Regions from separate parts of the Gossypium hirsutum genome. Here all the other regions are linked to region 1. A link is a contact called in public Hi-C data. All regions are on one chromosome and are shown on one strand. The core of a region is the stretch at or near the end of the contact, and the rest is flanking DNA. Distances in the headings are between cores, read along the strand shown.

Evidence for each region. A called contact is a pair of places that touch in the nucleus more often than the background predicts.
Region 2: a Hi-C map of leaf shows a contact between it and region 1, with 3 times the contacts expected there. The contact joins the promoter of LOC107947913 here to the promoter of LOC107947889 in region 1. A contact is called at or near these places in 5 of 34 Hi-C or Micro-C datasets (callus and leaf).
Region 3: a Hi-C map of leaf shows a contact between it and region 1, with 2.0 times the contacts expected there. The contact joins the promoter of LOC107947922 here to the promoter of LOC107947889 in region 1. A contact is called at or near these places in 8 of 34 Hi-C or Micro-C datasets (callus, leaf, petal and 1 more).

The regions. Positions count from the first base shown.
Region 1 is chrA08:92,913,235-92,916,697 of Gossypium_hirsutum_v2.1, reverse strand. LOC107947889 reads left to right here and starts at 1,491. Exons shown (of 1, transcript XM_016882395.2): 1 at 1,491-2,505. The coding sequence starts at 1,663. The coding sequence ends at 2,124.
Region 2 is chrA08:93,119,764-93,123,098 of Gossypium_hirsutum_v2.1, reverse strand. LOC107947913 reads left to right here and starts at 1,824. Exons shown (of 4, transcript XM_016882415.2): 1 at 1,824-1,834; 2 at 2,339-2,468; 3 at 2,887-3,012. The coding sequence starts at 1,824. LOC107953327 (protein NETWORKED 3A) reads left to right here. Exons shown (of 4, transcript XM_041075965.1): 3 at 116-203; 4 at 930-1,664. The coding sequence ends at 1,510.
Region 3 is chrA08:93,150,034-93,153,351 of Gossypium_hirsutum_v2.1, reverse strand. It overlaps LOC107947922 (protein TRANSPORT INHIBITOR RESPONSE 1), which reads right to left and starts at 1,886. Exons shown (of 3, transcript XM_016882423.2): 1 at 1,146-1,886; 2 at 16-511. The coding sequence starts at 1,612.

The DNA of each region.
Region 1 (3,463 bases), core at 242-2,741:
CGACACATTTCCCAGTATTATATCGCCAACACAACGGACCCCCAACTGAGTTCTTAGTTGACAAGTTTCAGCAGCGACATTAGATGGAGAGATTTTGTGACTTATCTAGAATTAGGATACCCCCGATAATTTGAAGGATGTACGCCCGAACGTGTCGTTCTCTTTTGACTTCAACTAAATCCTCATCTAGCCCTTCGTAGTTTCTTCTTAACCAACTCATTTTGGTCCTACCTCATAAATTGTCTCCAAAACCAAACCCTAAAGTTCATCGTATGCACCTCTCCAATCGGCCACGTGAATTGACCCAGTGACTACTGACTCATCCACCGATAACCGCAACTGTAACTACACGTCCTCTAAAGTGATAGTACACTCACCGCATGAAAGATAAAATGTATGCATCTCCGGTCTCCATCTTTTCACCAACACACTTACGAGTGTTGGGTCCAACTTACACCCCCAACCTACAAAGGCCATGTGCGAAAAATCGGCTTCCCTCAAGTATAGTTCAATCAAGGGTGATTGAGGAGTCGGTAGATTACGGATATAACACTCCAAAATTTGATCTTTCGCACATTTACGAAAAAAAATTAAATTTAAATATAACAATGAAATAAAAAAAATTAAACATTGAAATATATCAAAAAATATTCTTACCACTTGCAATTGATCAACGAAAATGTGCTTGTCATCAAAATGGATTAGAGATCCATCCATTTCTAATTTTGAAAAATAAGAATTAATTTTTAATAAAAATTTATTTGCAAAAATATTAAGATAATTTTGATAAAAAATATAATTTAGAGAGAAATAAAATTGAAGTAAGAATTTAACAGAGAATTTGATAAATTTCTTAGAGTGATTTGTGAATTTTGAGAGATATATGAGTGAAATTTGTGGAAATAAAGTAAGGGGGTTTTATAGGGTTTCGAAAAATGTAGTTGTTGGGGGTGATGAGTGCCAACGGCTATTTTAATTAGCTGTGGGGAAAGTAGCCATTGGGGGGTTGCTATTGGGGAAAATGCTTCCAACTGGAAGCGCTTTTAAATGAGTTGGCAAAAACGCGTTCTACTTAGAGTATTTTACTAGCAACACGATAAAAGCGTTTCTAGTTGGAAACATTTTTTTACATTTCACCTGAAAATATTTCCAGCTAAAAGTGTTTTCATTAATCAATTTATTCTTGTAAATTTCTCAAAAATTAACCTAATAAAGTAATTTTTAAAAAGTATTTTATTCTTTAAATAAAACAAAAAAAGAAACTGCCATAATAATAATAATAAATATAATTAGGAACGTGGGGTTCTAGAAGATTTGATATTTATGTGATTGTTAAGCTTCTAGAAGGGTGGGACCTGGCCTACTCTGGTCTGAACTGTGATTCTATCAATATCAACCGTTGCGTTAGCGTATATTTATCTCCTTCTAGAAACCAAAATTTTCTTTTTCATTATAATAAAATTTTCCAATGCGTCAAACACGGTAGCAATAGCAATAGTAGCCCACCCTTCCCTCCTTCTATTTTATTTATTTTTTAATTATTACTTATGAAACTTTCTGATGTATATAGCAAAGGCTTAAATAACCCAAAGTCAGTACCAATAAAAATTTTCTTTTGAATTTCCGTTTTGTTTTTTGCGGTTTGGTAATTACAGGTTATTAATGGGTATCCGAAGAAGAAGAAGTAAAGTTGTTGACGTGTCTTCTTTCTTGCTCTTCGAGGCCACCGGCGATTCGGAATCTGGTTGTAGTTCCGATCCAGCCATGGTTGACATCAGTCACGATGATGATGGTGATGATGATGATGCCGAGTCATGTAGCTGTGATATTGCACCTGATGTTGTTCATGGTGTTGGAGAGGTTGGTGGTAGCTTAAAAAACAAATTTGCAAATGTTGTTGAAGGTGTCAATGATGAAGATGATGACGACGATGACGATGGGGTGGTGGAGCAAAAGGAGGTTCAATTGTATAAAAAAAGTTGCAGGGATGATCAACGTATTAAAGGAGTTGGTGTGGGGAAAGAAAAGAAATCCTCTTCATCAGCTGAAAACTCAAACTCAAGCGAAACCATGAATGAGATGGAAAAGAACAGGCTTTTTTGGGAAACTTGTTTGGCTTCCTAGAAAATCTGGGTTTTCTTCCTTTTTTGGTTCTTATTTTTTTTTTCTCGCTAGCTAAACAAGCATTCATCAGTCGTCTTTTTCTTTTTGTTACATATCACCATATTTTTTAGTTCTTTCGCCTCTTAGGTTTTTCGTTATTTTTTAAAAAATTGAAATTGATGCTAATTGTAAATATATAAACATGATTTTATAAGGAAAAGAAAATCAAATGAATCAATAGATGATTATTTCTTTCATAAATTTAATTTTGCAGTTAATAAAGTTTGCTGCAAATCTGAAATGGAGAGGTGGAGCAGCCAGGCAATGAATATTTCTGGCATTTTCTGATATGGATTCAAATTATGAATAAATGTAACAAAAATGCAGTAAGTTTTAGATTTACTTTCTTTCTTTTTTTTTTCTTTTTTTGATAATGGTGTGTGATAAATATAAATATTTGTAAATATTGATAAAAATATCTATTGGTATCAAAAACTAAAATTGAAGTTATTTATTTGGTTACACTAAAAAAAAAAAGTGAAACATTTGGTTAATCTAAACATATGAATTGGGAGTGGGTAGTAATTTGAATTTAAGTGACATTAGATTTTATTATTGTTTTATAAAATGGGGAGAGTGATTAGAATTGAACCCCAACTCTAAAATCACATAATTCCCAAAATTTACATGCCTTCTTTATAGTGTTTTGGTTAATAGAATTGGAAGCAGAATATAGGTTAAAAAAGACAAAATCACCTTATTATTTTAATAAATCTTTTCAACTTTATACATTTTTTTATTATTATTTAATGCATGTTGAACTAACATTGCAGTTGAAGCTAACCTTCAACTCAGTGAGTTTCCACATTAAATTCATAGAGATTAAAAACCTTCTACTTAAATGATTGCAGCTGAGAACTTACTTTCAAACACCAAAGGTTGCTGCAATAACAAGGGGTTGGGGTAAAATAGTAGATTTTCACTCTTCATTTTCTTTTAACTTTACCCCACATTATATATGTGAAAAGTACTCGTGATGTCGGGACTAAATCATATTAACTCCTATATTATTAAATGTACTATTTAAAAGAATCAAGCTTCAACTATCTTCTTACTTACTCTTAATATAATATCACTTCCTATTTTGACTTTTTTTTTTTAAATTTAATTATACAATTGTTCAAAATGTTCTCTCAACCAATTTTTGAACATTTTGTAACATGAAAATTTCTTCTTTTAGTCCCTTTAAAAGATACAAAATTTTAAGTTAATCTTTTGAACCAACGTCATCTTCCATGATGGTGGTTGTCCTCCCTTTGCTTCCCTTTCAATGGCATCTGTATGGGCATACTAGCCGACC
Region 2 (3,335 bases), core at 575-3,074, 210 kb before region 1:
TATTTCTAAAATTCCAAACAGAGATTTCTTTCCATATTAAATCTTTTTTGTATTTGGCCAGTTTGATTGTTGAAAATTTTATTACTAATCGTTTAATCATTTCGGGATGTGCAAGGTGGAAGCTTCACAGCGGCGGCGGTGGTGGTTTCATAGTCATCATGACGGCTTAAGCCGCTCTCCATGGCTTCATTCCACTCTTTCCGGTAAAACCCTTATCACTTTTTTTAGTTTTTTCATTAGGTTAATTTATAGGTATATAGTCACTCTAGAATTTGTTATTTAACTTAGTAATTATTTCAACGATTTCATTTCCAACAAAAATAATAAAAAAGTTATTTAAAAGGTTTTTTTTAAATAATCTGAATAAGCATTTAATCTTTAATAATTATTTGCGGATTAACTACTGGCATTATACATTAATGTTACATTAATGTTTGAATCGGATTGAACTAGTTGGATCGTGAACTGGTCATGGTATTAGTTTAGAGAAAGGCTTTGATCGGGTTGACTTGGAGATTGGTACGGACCGATTGAATTGAGCAAAATCAAATTTTTTAATATTTTTTAATCGAATTGAACCAAACAGATTGACAATCAACGACCTGATTGGTTCAACCATCAGTCCGATTTAAAAAAAAAAGGGTTACATTTAACTTTTTGTAGTCTATTTTGATATTAGAATTTTGATTATTAAATTTGAATTTAGTTAATATATTTGATTTGATAATGTGATATAATTTTAAATTGTCATGTTATTAATTTTTTATGTATTCCAAATTAAGGGACTAAAATGGACTCATTCTAGTACTAAGTAGACAAACAAAAAAAATCCAAATAGTGAAGTGAGCCCAATTATCAAATTTAAAGTCTAAAACAAAAAAGAAAATTACAACATGGACCACTTTAATTGGTTTATATGTGAATGGCAGAGTTGGATAAGAAGACAAAGGCAATGCTAAAATTGATCGACGAAGATGCAGATTCCTTTGCCCAACGTGCCGAAATGTACTGCAAGAAACGGCCCGAGCTGATTAGCTTGGTGGAAGATCTCTACCGAACTCACCGTTCGCTTGCCGAGCGGTACGATCGAGCCAAGTTCAGCCACGGAACTCATGTCGTAACAACATTAGGAGCATCATTTCGTTCCATGAAGCACATATCGGATAAAGCCTATGATAGTTGCTCCGATACTATGGATTCTGAAGACTATGCCGAATCCGAAATTGATGACGCTGAAAGCCAACATAAATACAATATGAATATAATAAATGAAGAAGTAGCGATGAAGTTAAGGGAAGAAGTGGAGAGATTGAAAGAAGATAACAAGAAAGTGAAGGCTCAATTATTGGGGAAAGATGAAGAAAAGAGACAAGTGATTAGGGAATTGAGTTTGGCCATTAAAGTGCTCAAGGATGAGAATATGGAGCTTAAAAAACTTAAGGAATCCCCAATGAAATGGGAATTCAGCAAATTAAAGGAATTTTTGGGATGTTGTTTAGTGGTTCCCTGAAGTGAGTCTCATGTTACAGTTACTGTTGTTGATAGTTTTTAGTTTAGGTCACATTTCTTCATTTATATATATACATTCAGTATATATCATTTTAATAGGGTGAAATTTGTAATACCACTAATTATATTTATCTTAATATCTTTGGATTATGGCTTAGATTAAAAATTTTAATGAATAAAAAATTTAAAAAATATATATGATAGGCTTAAAATGAGCTTGAATTAACCATTTTTAAATATGGCTGAACTTAAATATAATTTTAGATTCATGTTTCAAGTCAAATTAGAGTTAAACAAATATAAAATATGTTAATATGACATTAATGTTCTGCTCAAATTGTGAACAACTCCACTTTAAACTCTTACTTTTAATTGTATAATAACAACCAAAACTTAATAGCAATTATAATATATATTATTAATTTTTTCAATATAAAATGAAAAGACTTGTAGAGATAATATCATATGTGTACTTTCATAAAATGTCTAATGTGATATTTGTATTTTAAAAATGTTTAATATAGTAATTGAACTATCAATATGTATTTTATTGTGGTATCTATATTTTCATAAAATATCCAATGCGATATTTAAACTATTAATATGTGTTTTATTATAGTGTTTGGTGTTAACACCATCAATGAGTCTAGCCTTGATAATTTGGAAAAAAGAGAATTTACATGTGGAATTTTCGTTAACTAATTTAGTAATTTACCAACGGTGTTAACATTAAGTACCACAATAAAATAATATTAATAGTTCAAATATTACATTAAATATTTTAAAAAAAATTCAAGCTTCTTTTTATTTTTATTTTTTACTATAAAAGGGAATATAGTAACATCGTGTACGGCTACGATTTGCACAAAATCCAATCGGAGATCACCTGTGGAGTGGAGACATCGAAAGCCTTTGACTGCGCAAAACTGCTAACAAGGATTGTTTCAGAATCCAAACAGGTCTCTCTCTTTACTCTTTTTTCTCCTCATTAGTTAAAATTTATTCTTTTTCTGCGTAATTTCCATTTTTCCTGATTAAATTTACATATACGATGAAGAAGAATTTACCTTAATTTTTTTTAATAAACAAAAAAGATAGTCTATTCCATGTTTTCTTTCTTTTTCCTTTTCATTGAAGTTTGTTCACTGGGCTAGACCGGCTCTACACATTCCCAAACTCTTCTTGATCTCACTTTCATTTATTCCACCTAAAAAACATATCAATTTTACTTCGAAATCGACTATAATTTTTCATTTTTGGATCACATTTGGCAATAGTCTTTGTTTAACAATGCACGTTAACTGTTCGATATAATGCTTCTTTATACGCTCTGCGAAGTGTTATATGTATGTTTTACATTTTGTTTCTGGTTTTCAGGGTGTTGTCTGTGAGATGTTGAAGCAAGTAATATGGAATTTGAGGAAAAGGGTAGTTTCAGATTCTGGAGATAAACTTATTTTGCCTTGCATGTACGTGCCCACCAGTTCTTTTCATGCTGGACAGGTAACTTTCTATTCTTTTAAATTTTGTTTCAGTTTTTGTGGAAATACCCAATTCGTCCTCCTTCGAGAATTTTCAAATCAAATCCAAACCCATTAACCATTGGTCTCCAGAGATTGTTTTCATCGTTTGATATTTCAAGAAACAAAAGTACGTTGAAACATGAAAAATAAAAATCTTACTTTGCAACTTGCTTTGTCAAGTCCTTTATGTATACGAAGCATGAAAGAAATAAATCTGTGAATTTTAACTGAATTAAGGCTAAATACTGCTTGGTAACTGTTACAAAACAAAAGTTTGGGGTGCTAGAATCGGATGGTTCTCAC
Region 3 (3,318 bases), core at 637-3,136, 240 kb before region 1:
CCGTAATGGACTTACCAACATGCGTTGCAAACTCGGACATTGGCTTACAAGCTTGGTAAGATCGGGATTTTGTATGGGAGCGTAGCTTAAGTTCAATGATGTTAATCTAGAGCATACAGAGTAAATAACTGGAAGGTAAGCTGGGACTGCATCCCAAAACCCGGACAAGCACTTTAATTCCTTGCAATTACAAAAAGCTTCAGCCAAGTTCGAGTACACGTCTGACCGTAGCTCAGCTGCATAGGTGCCAGTGCCAAATTCAATCAGCTGCGGTGCACGGGATAAAAGGTTGGCAATCTTATCGAGGGGCACTTCACGGTTGAGCAAAAGCCTCCTCAAGTTGGGACATCTACCAACTAGGCGCTCCAAGGCCGAAAAACTAACGTCATCGGATCCTAAGCAGGAAATGTTGAGAGACACAAGGGATGTGTATGTGTCAGGAAAATGGTTGAGCCAATGCCCACTCAAATCATCAACTTCACTGTCTCTCAAGTCCAGCTCTCTCAGATTCCTGTATCACAAAACCAGATTTGATTCATATAAACAAGGAATTAAAAAAATCGACCAAACCAAATACAAAATCAAGAAGAAAGTTTCTTTTTTACAATTGAACTTACAAGAGAAGAAATTTGCATATTCTTTAAGCATCTAATTGCTCAAACCATACAAGAAAATAAAGTTCTAATCTAGGAACAAAAAACAAACAAATCCCAAGATGGAATTAAAATAACATACAAAGAAGGATAAAAAAAGGAAAAATTTTGAAAAAAGAAATACCATAAGAATCTGCAGTACCAACTTGGAAAATCAGTCCCTACATCCTCAATTTACAAAATATATTATTCATCGTTTATACAGCAAAAGCAAAGCCCACGTTTCCCAGAAATAACCGTTTAAAATCTGGAAAACAACCCCCGAAAAAGAATCTAGGTATAGAAAACAAGAACAAGGAATCCTAGGGGGAAAGGGGCATTTGAAGTGAACAAAACTCTACCCTTCTCAAAAATCACAAAGAAAACAGAAATGTAGCTAAAACCAAAAACAAAAATTGAATCTAACAAAGACCCAAGGTTCAATTCTTTGTCTAACTGAAAAGCAAAGTAAAAGCCAAACAAACGAAGTAAAAAAGAGTTTATCAAACTCACTTGCAGCTAGCAGCAATGGCAGCGAGCCCATCAGTTGAAAACCCTTCACAAGAAAAGAGCACCAACACTTGCAAATTCGTAAACGACTTAGCAACAAGCTCCAGGCTCTCGTCCGTGACAACCATTCGCTTAAGCCGGATCTCTTCGAGCCATGGATAGGCTCCAGCCATTTCCGATATCCATGGAAGTACGTACCCGCCCCAACCGTCCGGTACCAGATTGAAGTCCGCGAAGTGTGGCTTCCCTTTTAGCTCAATGGATCTGATATCCGGGAACCGTCTGATCACCATCGTAGGGCTGACGGCGTAACAGTTCCCCACGAATATCTTCCTCCGACACCACCGTTCGATCTCGTACCACGATTTGCACACCACCGACGCTGCGTTCCGGTCCTTGCCCGAATGTATGAACGAGAACACGTGCTCCAAAATCTCGTCGGGGAACGAATACGCCGTTTTCTTCTGCATTTTGAAAAATCGAGAAAGAGAAACAAAACACACACACACACGCGAAGAGAAATTAAGCCTTTTTGGATTAAAAATATACAAAAGAAGATACTCTTTTTTGCCTTTTGGTTTGCCGAAGATTGGGGTTTTCTTAAGCTTTAGAGTTCATTTTCAGATCTGAAACGCCATTAATGAAGCTTACAGTGAGAGCAGAGGTTAAGGAGCTATAAAGAGAGAGAAAGTGAAGTGATATGACAGATACAAGGTGAGAGAGGATAAGAATTTTTATTGATGTGTTGAGAAGGGTGGTTAGATTTTAACAATGGTTAAATATGTCATGTCAAATTAGGTCTAATTCTAGGTTTAGTCCCTTTAGTATGTTGAAATTTTGAAATTTATCTTTCTATGTATTTTTTTACATAACTTTGTACTTTATTAGTAAATCCAAATTCAAAACCTCAATTGTTACTTTATCTCTTAAAGGATTTAAACATTATTGATTGAATTTTTATGTGATATAAACTGTATGATCATATAATACAAAAAAAAAGTTCACGTTAGCACTTTAACAATATCAACAAACAATTTTATCGAATTTAAATACACTAATAACATTATAAAAGTCCCAGTAAGAAGCCAAGTGATAGGAAAAGATAGCCAATTAGGGTGATATTGTAAAAAATTTATAACAAATCATATCAAATTAAAAATAAAATAAAATGATTAAATGTCAAATTTTAGTCTTACCGGGGACTAAATCAGAATTATAGCGAAAGGAAAGATGAGGGTATCAATTTTTTGTGGGGATAACTAATGGACGTTTAAGATAGAGACACGTGGTGGGGGAGAGATGCGGGCCATATGATGGACGGTGTGAAGGGGAGATCTTATCCGTCGGCAACAAAGCGGAGCCGCAGAAAACGGGTGTATGGAAGAGCGTGTAGGGGCAGATGTTCAACGAGATTTTTGAGGAATATATCGGGAAGGAGATGGAACGACGAGATATTGATACGCGGAGGGCTGATAAAATGTGGTGATGTGTAGGGGAGAGTGGTGGTGCAATGAATCCCATGTTGCGCGTAGCACGGCTGGATCGGAGGGATCTCGATATGCGGGGACCACAATAAAAGGGATAAAATATTATTATAATAATAATGACAAAAAGTCGTAAACACTGTGATTGAGATTTCTCAATTTTGATTAATTCAAAATAAAAAATGATTAGAACTGAAATATCAAAACTTAAAAATTGGAGTCTCAATTTAGGGATGATTTAATTAAAAAGTAATGATGTTAATTATTAAAACACATAAGAAATATTAAAGTGCATTGTATTGTCTACCAGAGGCCATAATGAGGAGATGGATAATATTTTTGTTTCTATTTTGACTTCATGGGATATGGGATAATCATGCCCATTATTATTCACTTCTATATTTAGTCTTCAATTAAACTAAACAAACTCCTTATTACAAACAATAATGATTCATTCTTTTTTCGCCAATATTTGCTGAAGAGATAAAGAGTTGTGTTTTCATTTGCATACATTAACCAAATAATAAACACAGCATATATATATATATAATTTTGTGTAAATAAATGTTATAAACGTTGTTTTTTCTTTTTTTACATTAAATTAAACGTATTCCAACACCCCATATTTTAAAACAAAACAAAACCAAAAAAAAAAAAAACTCCTTATTGCTTTTCATATATTAATCATTGGT